2 separate regions of the Mus musculus genome follow, and region 1 is linked to region 2. The links are chromatin contacts, called in public promoter capture Hi-C maps. All regions are on one chromosome and are shown on one strand. Each heading gives the region's core, a stretch centred on a gene start, on an enhancer-like site or on the middle of the called end of the contact. The rest is flanking DNA. Distances are from core to core; before and after follow the strand shown. Region 1 holds the start of Mael (maelstrom spermatogenic transposon silencer). Region 2 holds the start of Cd247 (CD247 antigen).

The links. Promoter capture Hi-C pulls out the DNA fragments that hold promoters and counts their contacts.
Region 1: a contact with region 2 is called in a promoter capture Hi-C map of embryonic stem cells, with 5 times the contacts expected there. The contact joins the promoter of Mael here to the promoter of Cd247 in region 2. A contact is called at or near these places in 17 of 39 promoter capture datasets (the 3T3-L1 cell line, the C10 cell line, the HPC-7 cell line and 8 more), 1 of 15 datasets of contacts at CTCF or cohesin (large pre-B cells), 1 of 484 Hi-C or Micro-C datasets (bone marrow-derived macrophages), 2 of 115 datasets of contacts at active chromatin or transcription factors (embryonic basal ganglia and embryonic stem cells) and 1 of 9 other capture datasets (embryonic stem cells).

Annotation. Positions count from the first base shown.
Region 1 is chr1:166,234,458-166,241,125 of GRCm38.p6, reverse strand. Mael (maelstrom spermatogenic transposon silencer) reads left to right here and starts at 2,382. Exons shown (of 12, transcript NM_175296.4): 1 at 2,382-2,591; 2 at 2,771-2,863; 3 at 4,154-4,253; 4 at 5,570-5,725. The coding sequence starts at 2,460.
Region 2 is chr1:165,787,305-165,794,149 of GRCm38.p6, reverse strand. Cd247 (CD247 antigen) reads right to left here and starts at 5,469. Exons shown (of 8, transcript NM_001113391.2): 1 at 5,264-5,469. The coding sequence starts at 5,321.

The DNA.
Region 1 (6,668 bases), core at 1,133-3,632, 450 kb before region 2:
GTAGAGTATCCAGATTAACTCACCTCTTCGAATTCCCCAGTTGTCTACCATATTATATACCACAATTTACTAATTCAACTGTTGATGGCTTTGGGCCATTCCTTGTGGGTCTGTTTATGAACAGAGCTGTTATAAATTCATCTAGAAGCCTTCGTTTCATGCAAGTCCATTTCTCCAGACTGGAATTGCTGAGTCAAGCAGCTAAGTGTAAGAAGGGCCTGTCAAGATGTTGTCTCATCCATATTCATTGAACTTTCAGTAGCCTTATCTCCTCATCAGATCTTATACCAGTACACTTGCAGTCTCAAATGTAAGATAGGTTTCTAAAAGAAATGGCTGAAGAAAACTGCAAAGACAATTCATGCCAGATACCAAGAAGGTTCAGCTCCCCCCCTTCTGCCCTCCAAGGGTTGTCAGTATCAGAGCTTAAACAAACAAACAAAAAAATGTACCAACTTTCCAAAGACGCATTAATTCTCGTCTCTTACTCAATCCTATGGGAAAAGGGGCATTCATTTTATGAGGCAGTAACAACCCTGATACCAATATTTAGTAAGAACAGCTGTCCAATCACGTGTGACTTGGGTCTTGGAACCCTCCCTAACCACAGGCAGAGATGGAATAAAGAAAGAACAGATGTACACAGACCCACAGTGTCGCTGGGATCTGGTGTGAGTCTTCTAACCTGCTGATACCTAGAACCTCAATATATCTATTAGGTACCAAAGAAGGGGAGTTAGCGAGTCGCCATAGGAGGTCTGTGCAGGTGAGCAGTTTCAGACTGTAAACATCCACTCGGGGGCCACAGTAATTGCTAGCACTGAGCAATCAATTATTCATTCATAAACATTCATTCTCATACTCTCCAGGAAAGCTTTATCATTTCTCTGGCGCCTGGCCCATATAGGTAACAACTTTGCCAGTTTCTCACTGGTATGTTTTGGGTCATGGTCCTGCCCACGTCAACAAAAGCACATTCTTTCGGGACGCTACTCACTCAGAACTTCCTCTGATCCCTAAAGGAAGCACCACAAAAACAATCCATTATCTACTAAGACAGAAAAACGTTTTTAAAGTGTCAGCAACACTTCAAGTGTCAGCGACGATTCATGATCAAGAAGAGTGTATACTATAAATGTTGACTGGTTCAATACCAGAAAAATTTAGCAACATTACTAGCAAACAATTAAAACTGAGGTCATTGCTAGGCTGGGACTCCTGTTCAGTCTCTTCACAAGCTGGAAAACCCTGTTTATTCCCCTTCCACCAACTCCACCTACAAAGAAAAAACACCTCACTACTCAGTGTTCCAGCAACCCACCCATGAGTGCCTGCTCAGGGGCTCACTTTTTGACCATGTAAGGGCAAATACCAGCTCCTAACTCACATGTCATCACCCCATGCCCAAGACCCATTAAAAAACCAACCAACCAAACAAACAAAAAAACTAACCCTTGTTTTTGCCTGGATATGTGACCTTGCTGACCTTGACCTGTGAAATCCGATGAACCCACCAGAGAGCTGCCTCCAAATAAACCTGCCATTATCTACTTTTAATCTGGTCTAATCTGGCTGATTATCTGTCAGTGACAGAGAGAAAAGATGATCAAGTTATCTGAAAAGATAAAAATTTTAAATGAATTTTCAACTCTACTTATACACAAATTAAGTAACTCGAATACACAAAGGAATGTAGTTGGGAAGTGCAATGAGAAAACCCAGGCAAGATCAAGCAGCACAGTTTGAACCAGTATGAGAACTCACTATTACTAAATACACAGGCTCAACCTTGAGTCAGCAGTAACCAAGTAGATGAGAAAAGCATTTCACAATAACTTCGAAAAATGATACCTACTAATAAAACTGACCCCTCCCCAAATTACCCAGACCTTATAAGAAAGCCTATAAAACTTTATTCATGGATGTTTTGTGAAACAGAAGTTTTCAAATATGTTGTGGTTGTTGTTGTTGTTTGTCGTCGTCTTGAAAACACCCTCCTGTCCCCACCTTTTCCCTCTCAGTGCTTTACACAAGCTCGCTAGTTCGGGAATGTGAAACACCCAGGAACCGAAAGCACCTGCGAGTCCTCTTCCTACTAACGGGGTACATCAAGCAACAATGTACAGGGAAAAAATAATAATAAAAGTACCAGGCCTACCACGTGACAATCCCCGCCTACCGGGCAAGCGAGTCAGCCAATCACAGTGCTCTCCCCACCTGCGCCTCGCTCCTCCTCCCTCCCGCCCCCTCCGCCCCCTCACGCACGAGGTGGAATCCAGTTTCAGGCTGTTTTCACCCCCACAGCAGGGGGCCCAATGCGGCTGCGCGCTGCACCCTGATTGGCCAAGTGCCGGGCTGAAGCGCGCGCAGGCTCCGAGCTCGGTTACTAAGGGCGGGAGCCCGGCAAGGGCGCCGGCTGCTTGCTGCGTCTCTGGAGGGCGTCGAGGCCCGACGACGCCATGCCCAACCGCAGGGCCAGCCGCAATGCCTACTATTTCTTCGTACAGGAGAAGATTCCCGAACTGCGCCGGCGAGGCCTGCCGGTGGCCCGCGTGGCAGACGCCATCCCCTACTGCTCGGCCGACTGGGCGGTGAGGCAGCGGGCAGTTGGGCAGCGGGGAGGGCGCGGTGGGAACCCAGCCTGGGGGGAGCCCGTGGAGGGGACACAGCCCAAGGGCAGGACCAACCGACAGAACCTTCCAGAACCGGGGTGTGGATCGGACGCCTCACCCTCACAGCTCGCCTCTCTTGTATCCCTCTTCTCCCCAAGCTCTTGAGGGAGGATGAGAAGGAGAAATACTCAGAAATGGCTCGAGAGTGGAGAGCAGCCCAGGGAAAGGATTCTGGGCCTTCAGAGAAGCAGGTAAGGGCAGCCACCTCTCGCCCGCCCACCCTTGGACTCCAGCCACGGTGGAGCCCGAGGAACCTTCGGGAAGTTTCCAGATAGTGCAGAAGCCCCAGGGGAAAGGCAGGTTTGGGGTTGGGGGTCAGGGTTTGCACTAAACGGCTCCCCGACTGCCTTTCAGTTCTTACCGGTTAGACAGCTGTAATAATAATTTTTAAAAAGCGTAGGCTTTTATTTAAATGGTTCCTAGAAACAAGCTTGTTAACAGTTCTTTAAATATTGTAATAACAAGACGTGAAGACCTGGGTTAACATTTGTAGATCCTACAGAACCCCCCCCCCCCCCAAATAGTTAAGCAAATTCCAGAGTATTGGGATAGTAGACTACTAAGTCAGTATCTACAAGGTCAATAAAGAAGTCTTTTTCTTCTCCCTTATGCTGCTTTTCTGTTTGTACATACCGAAATTTCATTCTTAAATTTGTGACATTGGATTGAAATTCAAAATTGTGGCAAGTTATTTGTAAATATGGTAGGTAGATTTACATTTTAAGTTGATGTCTTAAGTCAGGTGGATTTTTGAGGATCTGTGCTTGTGAGCTTTGATTGCTCTTATCAGATTTTTCTATAAAACATATCTCCTTAAGGGACTAGTGATGGCTCACTGGCTAAAAGCTCTGGCTACTCTTCCAAAAGTTCCAGATTTGAGTCGGTGCACCCACATGGTGACTCACAGCCATCTGTAACTCCAGTTCCCAAGGGTTCTGATGCCCTCCTCTGGCTTCCACTGGTGCTGCGCACACACACGTGACACACATACATGCAGCCAAGCACACACACGGGGGGGGGGGGGGGGGGGAATGAAAATTTGAAGAAAAAATTCTCCACAAAACTTAAGTATATTGTACGTGCTTGAGTTGTGATAGTTGGAGGCACAACCTTTTGTAATTTTCACTTTTAAATGAAAACCACAAATAACATTATAGACTTTAGGATTTTGTTCTGTTTTCTTTAAATACTCTTATTCTGCACACCAGCCTGGCGTTTAGTAGGTAGTGACTCGGGGAAGTAAGATGATAGAGAGTGCGCAAATGGCTTTCAGCTATAGCTACTTATACTCGCCTTCCCATAGAGTGCTGTGGTTGGCTGGTATTTACTGATAAAAATAATGTTTTCATTGGCCTTGAGGGAATGCTGACATAGTCCACGGGCTATTTTGAGGTTACTTTATTACATTTAAATATGGGAAGTAAAGTATCTAGCAATGGCTCTGCTTAAAAGTGTTTGATTGGTGATTCTCTTACTTTCAGAAACTTGTATCTACACCACTGAGGAGGCCAGGCATGCTTGTACCAAAACCAAGTATTTCTCCCCCTGATATGTCAAATTTATCTATAAAAAGTGATCAAGGTAGAGTATTCCTAAAATACTTCACTCAAATTTGGATAGCATATTGGGCAATTTTTTAAAAAATGTTCTGTATGATGTGGGAGGATGGAAATAGTGTTTGCCATGCCATGGAAAGGACCTGCACCCATATAAAGAGTGGTGGTCATGCTAGCTTATAATCCCTGTGCTGGGAGGTGGAGACACAACAGCTAGGCAGCCTGGCTAGTTAGTAAACCTCAGATGCCCATGAGAGATCCATCACAAAGAAACATGGACAACTCCTAGAGAGTGACACTAGAGATTGGTGTGTGATAGCCTCACTCAAGGACATCAAGTCCCCACACCCATGCAAGTGCATCCCACCCCCAAAATGTGTTTTGTTCATTTGATCCTACATTTCAAAATCCTTGACTATACAGGTTTAAACATGCTAGCACTGATGGAATGCTGGATAAACTAATTTGCATTTGTTGAAATAATACTGGGAAGTTATTGTAACAAAAGTCTCTTGGTTTCTACCACTTCATATATTATAAAACATTAGTCTTCTTTGTAGCTTCCATACTTAGATTATAGAGGTAGACAAGAAGGATAAGGCTTTTAACCTATTTCCCAGTCTAGTAAGAGTGGATTCTAAGTGTTGAAATACAAAAACAGGAGGTTATGGATTGATGGATCCGTTAACTAGCTTGACTTTTAATCATTCCACAATTTATAAATACATTGAAGCCCTGTGGTAACCCATAAAGATGTACTATTATTATTTGCCAATTAAGAATAAGGAATTTTAAAATATCCTGGGGTGGGCAGGCATGAAGCAAAGATAAATTATTTCACTACCTTAGAGGAGAATGTAGCTAAGGGCTTTTTCTGTTCCTTCTGGCTGTCTTTATTGTGTTCTGCCTTCGTTTAACACAAACTTTTAACATTGGTCTTCCATGGCCAGGGCTAGTCCCACATATTTCTCATGTATATAGGTGGTCTTCTCTATAGTAGCAGAAAGTACAAAGGCAGAGAACTAAATTTCCATAGCTATGGCTCTACTTCATTTGTTCTCTTGGACTTTATTCCCCAAACCTATTTGTTGCATATGTCACAACTTATGTATCTGCTGAAATTAATGCTAACCTATAGCTGAATCATGTAAAAGCTGTTGCAAGACTGAATACTTTTATTGTTTTATATAAAGAATGGTTACTACTTAAATTCTTGACAAATGTGGTTGCAAAGTTTTTTACTTACCTGGTATAATTGAGTTTTCTCTTTTATGATTCACTAGCAAAGACAGAACACATACCTAAATTCTAAAAGTCTTAGGGTTCTGTTTTGTTTTTCAGCTCTCCTTGGAGGCATTTTTTATTTTCTGAACATTTTTAGCCATGGTGAGCTACCTCCTCATTGTGAACAGCGCTTCCTCCCTTGTGAAATTGGCTGTGTTAAATACTCCCTCCAGGAAGGTATTATGGCAGATTTCCACAGTTTTATCCATCCAGGTAAGTAACCAGCATTTGATAGATCCTAAGGAGCATATAACTTTTAAACACTGGCTTCATAGTAGTAGTTTTCTTAAGAGCTGGTGGGTTCTTAAAGAGTGCATAGACATAAGACTTAAGTCCCAACTATTTTGGTTGATTGGTGCTTTTCCTCTTAAGTGAACATTAGAGTTCAGAGGATAGAATTCAAAAATGCACAACCTGCTGTTCGTTTACCCATGGCCTCACATCTTGGGATTTTTCTGCTTTGTCTTTCCACTATCCGATCCTTCACCTCAGTAGTCTTTAGTATGAAGCTGATACTGCTTTATAACCTTGAAAATACCTTTCTGAACCAGCTAGCTTATTTGTGAAGTATTAGTGACTATTGAGACAGTGTGGAGGTAGACCAGTACTCTAAACATCCTTAGTCATCTCCTTTCCACTATTCAATTACACTAAAGGCAAAACAATAGCCCAGGGGAGACTCGAACCTATAACCTCAGCACTCTTTCAGAAGCTAAGTAAGGCAAGATTATTTAGCCTACACAGTGATACCCTGTCTCAAGGAACAAATGAAAAGCAGGATAGTTACAAAGAGTAGGATCTAGACAGTTCCCAAAGGACGGAGAGCAGTTAATACCCTTAAAGTCAAGAGGGGAAATGTATCAAGAGAGGACAGAGCTTTAACATTAATTTGGACATGTTCATTCTCAGAGGACAGCAGAGTTAATCATCTTATGCTTGTGGACATTGCTGCTTAGGGCAAGCCATACAGTTTTTAGAGTGTGTGTGTGTGTGTGTGTGTGTGTGCTTTGAAACACTGATAAGATAAAATTTCAACGTTCTGAAAAATGTGTGTATACTTGCAGTATTGTGTCCCACCACCCACAGGGCTGTCCATTGGACCCTAGCTATAGAAGTTGTTTGCCATGAATTTTCTTTCCCTAGTATAATTTTCCTG
Region 2 (6,845 bases), core at 4,220-6,719:
GAAAACAGAGGTCTAGATGGGGTCAACTCGCCCTTACCCTCCTGCTTTCTGTTTATTTTGCCCCCTGGAGTCTGAAACTCTGGGTGCACAGCCATCAGACAGGCAAAACGGAGCACAGGAGCCTAGCGTGGACCCGTACTGCGGTCCAGTCACTCCAAGCATCAATTTACTTTCTCGCCAACCAAGTACTGCGTGGCCCTCAATAAATCTGCAATCGACAAGCCAGAAAATCTTGGTGTTTCCAAAGCAGAGGCCTTTCCCATCAAGTTCAGAACAGTGCCCTAAGGTGGGAGCCCCAACCAGTAGAAGCATTGGAGCTCTAGGTCGAAAAATGGTTGCTTTTCAGATTCGATCGCATGCCAGAGAAAACTAAGGCTCAGAGAGCCATTTCTGCCCAAGTTTACACTGCAGTTTAGTGAGAGGAAGAGGAGGGAGGCACACTCGAGCTGCGTTCCTGCTTTGCATCTCGGGCGGGGGGGAGTGGGGGAGGATGATATTTTATTCTGAAGACTGGGAAGCTGAGGCACACACAGTAAGGACCAAGCATCCTGAGCCGGGACACTCCACAAGGCCCTTAGTGAGGGGAGCACCTTCACCGCCATCTTACGAAGGAAAGAAAAAGTTGAGGTGAGCCGCTAGCCTACGACAGGGGCCATGGAGGAGGCCTGACTTCCACCCAGACCTTTCTTTCTGCACAGTGTCCTCTCTCTCACAGCACACCGCACGACCATTTGTAGATGGTCACGGACAGACACATTCTTTCCCCAACAGGATTGTTCTCAACTGGAGTCTGGAGTCCCCTATGAATCGTTCTTTTGTTTTGACCTGTCCTTTTAATTGCCAGCCTTGAATTTGCACGACTCCCTCCACCCCGTTACATGTATATTGTCCTGAAAACTATCTGTAACAACAAGCATTAGCAATGACCCAAATGTCCACCAAGAAGGAAATACTGGGCAAAGCATGACGCATGTATTTGCAAACTGGTCACGAAGATCAAACATGAAAGTCATGCTGGACTGTGATTCCTGCTGGAATCCACAGGGTCTTCTACTCCTGACACTTTCATTACTTTATCAGCTCATTGACCACCAGTCTCCAATATTGATCACCTTTCCCCCAGCACTGGAGAAAAGGCAGAAGCTGAAAGCAGTGCATTTTTGCTTAGTTTTAAGATATTAGTGTTAGTCTAGTCATTTGAAATGATCTTTTCTCTGGGTCCAAAATAAATAGCTGAGTCTCACAGCACAGACCTGCAGTTCCAGCTACCAGGAGGCCAAGGTAGGAACACTGCAAGTTCTAGGACAACCTGAACTGAAAATGAGTCCAGTTCAGCAGGCTGGGAAATTTGGAGAGATCTTGACAAAATTCTATAAAGGGGGTGGGGAGCTGAGGAAATACCTCAGTGGTAGAGTGTTTGCCTAACATGCATGCACACGGTGCTTCTAGGACCCCCTTAACTCAGAACAAGCAAATATTAATAGTAGAATTTCACATGGCTGAACAAGAACATTTTAATAATTGCCATTTTGAGTCTTAAACTAACTTTGTAACTCACGCTGAAGTCTTCTGGTCACCACTGACCCTTTGATTGCTGATTTTTTAAAATTTAGTTGTATTTTTAACACTCATAATTTACCACTAGGTTGTTTAAAGGATAGGCCATCTAATAAAACCATGATGTGAATCATGCAGAAACTTCTAGATTTCCTTTACTTGGTCACTTTTTAATGCATTCAACAAACACTGGAATATGTACCATGCATTGACTCTGGTCTAAATATTATGCTGAACACCAGGGATGTGACTGAGAGCAGCCAGGGGCATCTCTTTCCCTGGGGAACGTGGTCACTATCCACGCATAGTGCACAATTGCAAAATGACATGTTTCGGCTAACAGGTCACATGACCGGTTTACTGTTTTCTACCAGAATAACTGGGTAGTTATTCTAGTTGATTACATCCACTGTCATCTTGTTGTAAGTGAGCAGCAGCTTTGTCTCATGCAGAACTAAAACCAAACTATTCTGAACTATTTCTGGCATTTGTTTAATCAGTTAACTAGATATAAAAACAGGGGTGTTCTCAAATTGTGTGCCTATTCTAATCGAACCTAAGACAATTCTCTGTGGAGCTCAGAATCTTCTAAATAAAATACAAGAAACATGCTAGGTAACTTTTGAAAGAAAAGATGTATATTTTTAAAAATTAAATCTTTTTTTTTAAATATAGTGTCTCACTAATAGCCCAGGCTGACCTAGAACTCACTATGTAGACCAGTTTGACTTTGAACTCACAGAGACCCACCTGTCTCTGCCTCCCAAATGCTGCTAGTCCAGGTGTGTGTCATCACACCCAATTAGTCTTATTTTTCAAAAAAAACAAAAGCAAAACTGACAATGTTAAGCGCACAGAGCAGTGTAATAAAGCTAGCGGTGTAATAAAGCTAGCCTGCTAACAAACCTTAGGGCTGTTGGTGTTTTGTGGCAACAAATGCAGTCTGCAGTCTAGCAGCTCCGAGCAGGGCTGAAGTAGGAAAATGAAGCCAGAGGATCGGAAGCAGTCAGGCGCGGAGGACAAAACAAACCAGAGGGTGAAGACGACACCCGTGAAACACATCCGTCACTTACAGCCCCTCAACTCCACTTCCAAAGCTTCAACAGAGATTTGGTGTTTATGATATTTGTAAATAAATCCCTGGTCACCCACATCCATGCCTGCAGACCTGAGTGGCCACCATGATCACGCATTTTCTTTGAATTTGTCCAGTCTCCTGTATTTATGCTACACCTTTGGACTTCTTTTCACTCTGAGGAAACATGTTCCTGTGTAGCTTAAGAGGTTGAAATTTGTTGGTGTAATATTCTTCCTCTGTAAATCCCAAGTTTTGATCCATATTTGCCACAGGGCCCACCTGCCACTGGGTTTCTGTGCTGGTGTGGATGTGCCCAGAATTCACAGGAGGGACAAGTCGTATGCTATCAGGAGATGCCCATTGCTGCTTTATAAATTAAGGATCTCAGCCATAGGTTCCATCCCTGCATCTAATAATTAGTGCAATTTCTATTTATTAATTGTCTGTCATGTGTGCCTATGTGTGCATCTGTAGATCTACATAGATACACACATGCACGCATGCATGCGTATCTCTGTATATGAAACCTTGCATTCACTCCTTGCCGTCACGTCTCTTCGAGGAAGCCATTACTGTCTTTGCTTTAGAGGAAATCTAACAAAACCCAGGACCATTGAGATCCAGTGGGTGGCTCAGGGACCTGCTACTGGGAAGGGCAATGGTTAGCATGCCCCTGCCTCCTGCCTTCCTAAGAAGTAGACCTTCTCATAAACCCGAGGCTTCACACTAGAGGCGCATTTTCTCACTAGAGAGTGGACACACACGGTAGTGACCTCTGTTTTCAACCTTTGCCATGGCGGGGCAGTCAGAAGTAACAAGAAGCTGACGGTTGGCCGACAGACGTGTTCCGTGGCAGACAGACATGTTCCGTGGCAGACAGAGGTGTTCCGTGGCACCCAGCAGCTCCCTGCCTCCTCTGGCCCTCGAAATGCTCTTGTTAGACTTGGTGGACTGATTAATTAGTTCAACATTGGCTTAGTCCCCTGTGTCTGGGCTTTCTCAAAGAATTGTAAATGGGAAAGGCTTAGGCCTTTTTGGTTTGGGGTGGAAAAGACCACAGGCTTTGTGCCCTCTGGGTGGGGTTTTGTTTACTGCCAACCGTTTGTTTCTCTCCCTAACTTGCCTTAGCTTTACTTGAGCTTCAAAGCCTGCAGCGCAGGGACCAGGACCAGTGAGGTGCAGACAGAGGTGGCGAGAGAAGTTCAACATTCGCCTCCCTCCATCTTTTGAGAGCCTACGGTCATGAGTCCAGAGCTCCTGCCTGCAGTGGCTGCTCCTCTAGTCAGTGAACCTCTCTGGCTGTGAAAATGTTTCTCACTTGCCTATGAGTGAGGGCTTCTGGGGCTCCCTCAGGGGCAATTACCCTACAGCACTGTGTGAGTCACACCTGCCCAGCCCTTTCTGAGAAAAGCACTGTGCTAGGTCAGAAAAGCCCATTCCTGAGCCCTCAGAACCCCATGACGCTAGCCCAGGACTGTGCAGTTTCCTGGTGGTAACAATCATGTGTTGGCCATTCCTGCCTTGTCACCCGACAAACTGTCACCCTCAGGAGAGCTCTAAATTGGAGGAAGGGTACCCCTTACAGCTACCATCCTTGTCTTTCTAGATTCAAATACAGATTGTCCCATTTCTTGTAAAACGGCCATGACACCAATCTTGTGAGTGGTGTCTTTTGTCTTCTGTTCCCTCGCTTCCACCCCGACTGCTGAACTAGGAAGCACACTAAGGCTACCGCATGCCAAATGCCAGGCATTGGAGGGATGCAGTGGGCTCTGGCGCAAGTTGTCTTCTGGGCTGGTTGTGACTCGTGATGGTCACGTATTAACACATATTCTTCAACCTGTTGCTAGCATTTCTGTCCGTGTCTCTGGCTGCTTGGCTCAGATAGAGAGCCATGTGAGTATATCACAGAGAATCAGTATGTCATAGGGTAGCTGGTGGCTGTGATGTGGGGGACAGCCTTGACAGGGTGAGCTTAGACTTAAATGCTCTGGGCCAGAAGGTGGCAATGCGCCTTGCAAAAGGCTGCAAATATGGATGCCTACTCCGTACGCCTCCCTCCCTCCCTGCCTCAAGTTCTCTTGTAGGGGCTCGGCCTCTACCAGATGTTTCAGGATACTCAGGGTCACAGGCCATGACCCTTTCTGACTGACCATGGCAATGTCCTTTATTGGCAAAGGAGGAAAGAACGGGGCTGAGCGGCAATGCCAACCAGAGAGGGGCGGAAGGAGTCATGATATCTGGAAACCAGAGTAGAGGAGCGAGGCCTAGCTGGCTGGTGTTTCGGATCCTGTGCCGCTTCTCCCGTCCGCGCAGAGCTGTCTCAGTTGCTGACTCGCTGCGTTTCTCCTTGCCCTTTCCCTCCACAGTCTTTTTCTTTTGCCTTTATCATTAGACAATCTACAACTGTGTTTTCAAACAGCTGGCCCCCAACCGATAACCAGCTTGGCTGTCACAGAGCAGACGCCTGGGTGGGACCCAAGCCCACACTGCCGCTGCCCACTCTGCCCGTTGACTTTGGGAAGACAAGCTTTAAAAGAAGCACCAGGTCCTTGGCACCCCTCCGCTGCCCCTCAGACACACGGAGAGGCTCTAAAAGGGTCGAGCCGCGGGAAACAGAGCCCTTACCTGCTCCTGGGAACCGCACGTGGAGGATGCAGGCGAGAACAGACACTTTCCACTTCATCTTCTGCTTCCCTGGGATGGTACCCAGAGGCAGAGGCAGAGGCAGCTATGCCTGGGAGGATGAGGAGAAAAGGAGGCGCTGATGGAGTCTCTGCTGGCTTTGTTCTGTGGCTGACACCCCAGGAAGTGGAGGACTGTGGGCCTTTGAGACAGCACCTGCCAGCAAGACACCCTCTCACTCCCCCTCTCGATTCATAGGCAGGAAGTTCTGAAGGTTTGGAGGTTTGGGGTGTAAGAATGTGCATCCGTCTGAATTTTGCTTTTTCTTCAATTTGACTGTAGTTTAATGTACTTTTTTATTATTTTAATTCTTTACTAATTTGTACGTGACTCTCAATTGCTGAAGTCAGACCCTAGGCATATATCTAAGTTGCTGTGTGGCCTTGAAGCATCTCCAGACGTCAGCTTCTTTATCTGAAGCACAAAGAAAGGAGGATATTTGAGGTATAGTTCTGAACTTGGCCTCAATTCAGACCATAAATAGTGTGAAATACTATAGCTTACATTGTTTTCAAAATTCTTTTCCCTGAGACAAATCTCACTATTTAATCCAGGCTGGTCTTGAACTCACAATTTTCCCTCCTCAGCTTTCCACAGGTCAAGATTACAGTATGTGCCACCAAACCGAGGTCACATGCTTCCTCTAATTGTCAACTTTTCACCCTTGGGGTCATTTACAGTAAGAAAACGATAAAAGTCAGGCCTAGATTGCCTGCCTGTAAATCGTATCACTCATGTGGCAAAGGCAGGAGGAGTGTGAGTTTGAGGTCACACTGGACTAACAGTGAATACCTGGCCAACTTGAGCTGTGTAGCAAGACTGCCTCAAAACAAAATAAAAAATAAAACTGAGAAATAAGCATAACGGAGAGTTGTAGGTGAGTGTACACAAGCTTTGAGACGGGACAGAGACCCGGAAAGGATCATGTGGATGGGAGGGTGCCTCTGGTTTCTTTGATTTAAAAAAGAAAGTCAAGAAGTCCACAGTTACTTTTCAGTCTACCAGCCTTCTAAATGGAAAGACAATATTATCAAATCTGGAGGCAGAGAGCTGGTTCAGGTAGTTTCTGCCAAGCCTGACAGTCTGAATTCCATCTTCAGAGCCCACATGGTAGATGGGAAGCCATTCTTGTAAGATGTCCTCTGAGCTACACACACACACACACACACACACACACACACACGCACACACATAAACCACACACATACATACACCATACACACATATACCACACACATGGCATACATACACATATATACCACACATACATACACACACATCATACACACATATACTATACACATACATACCACAAATACATACACATACACACACCATACACAAATATACCTCACACATACATACACCATACACACATATACCACACACATAACATACATACATGTACATAGCACATATACATACACACACCACACACATACATACACCATATACACATATATACATACACATACACACCACACATACATACATGCACCATACACACATACATATACCACACACA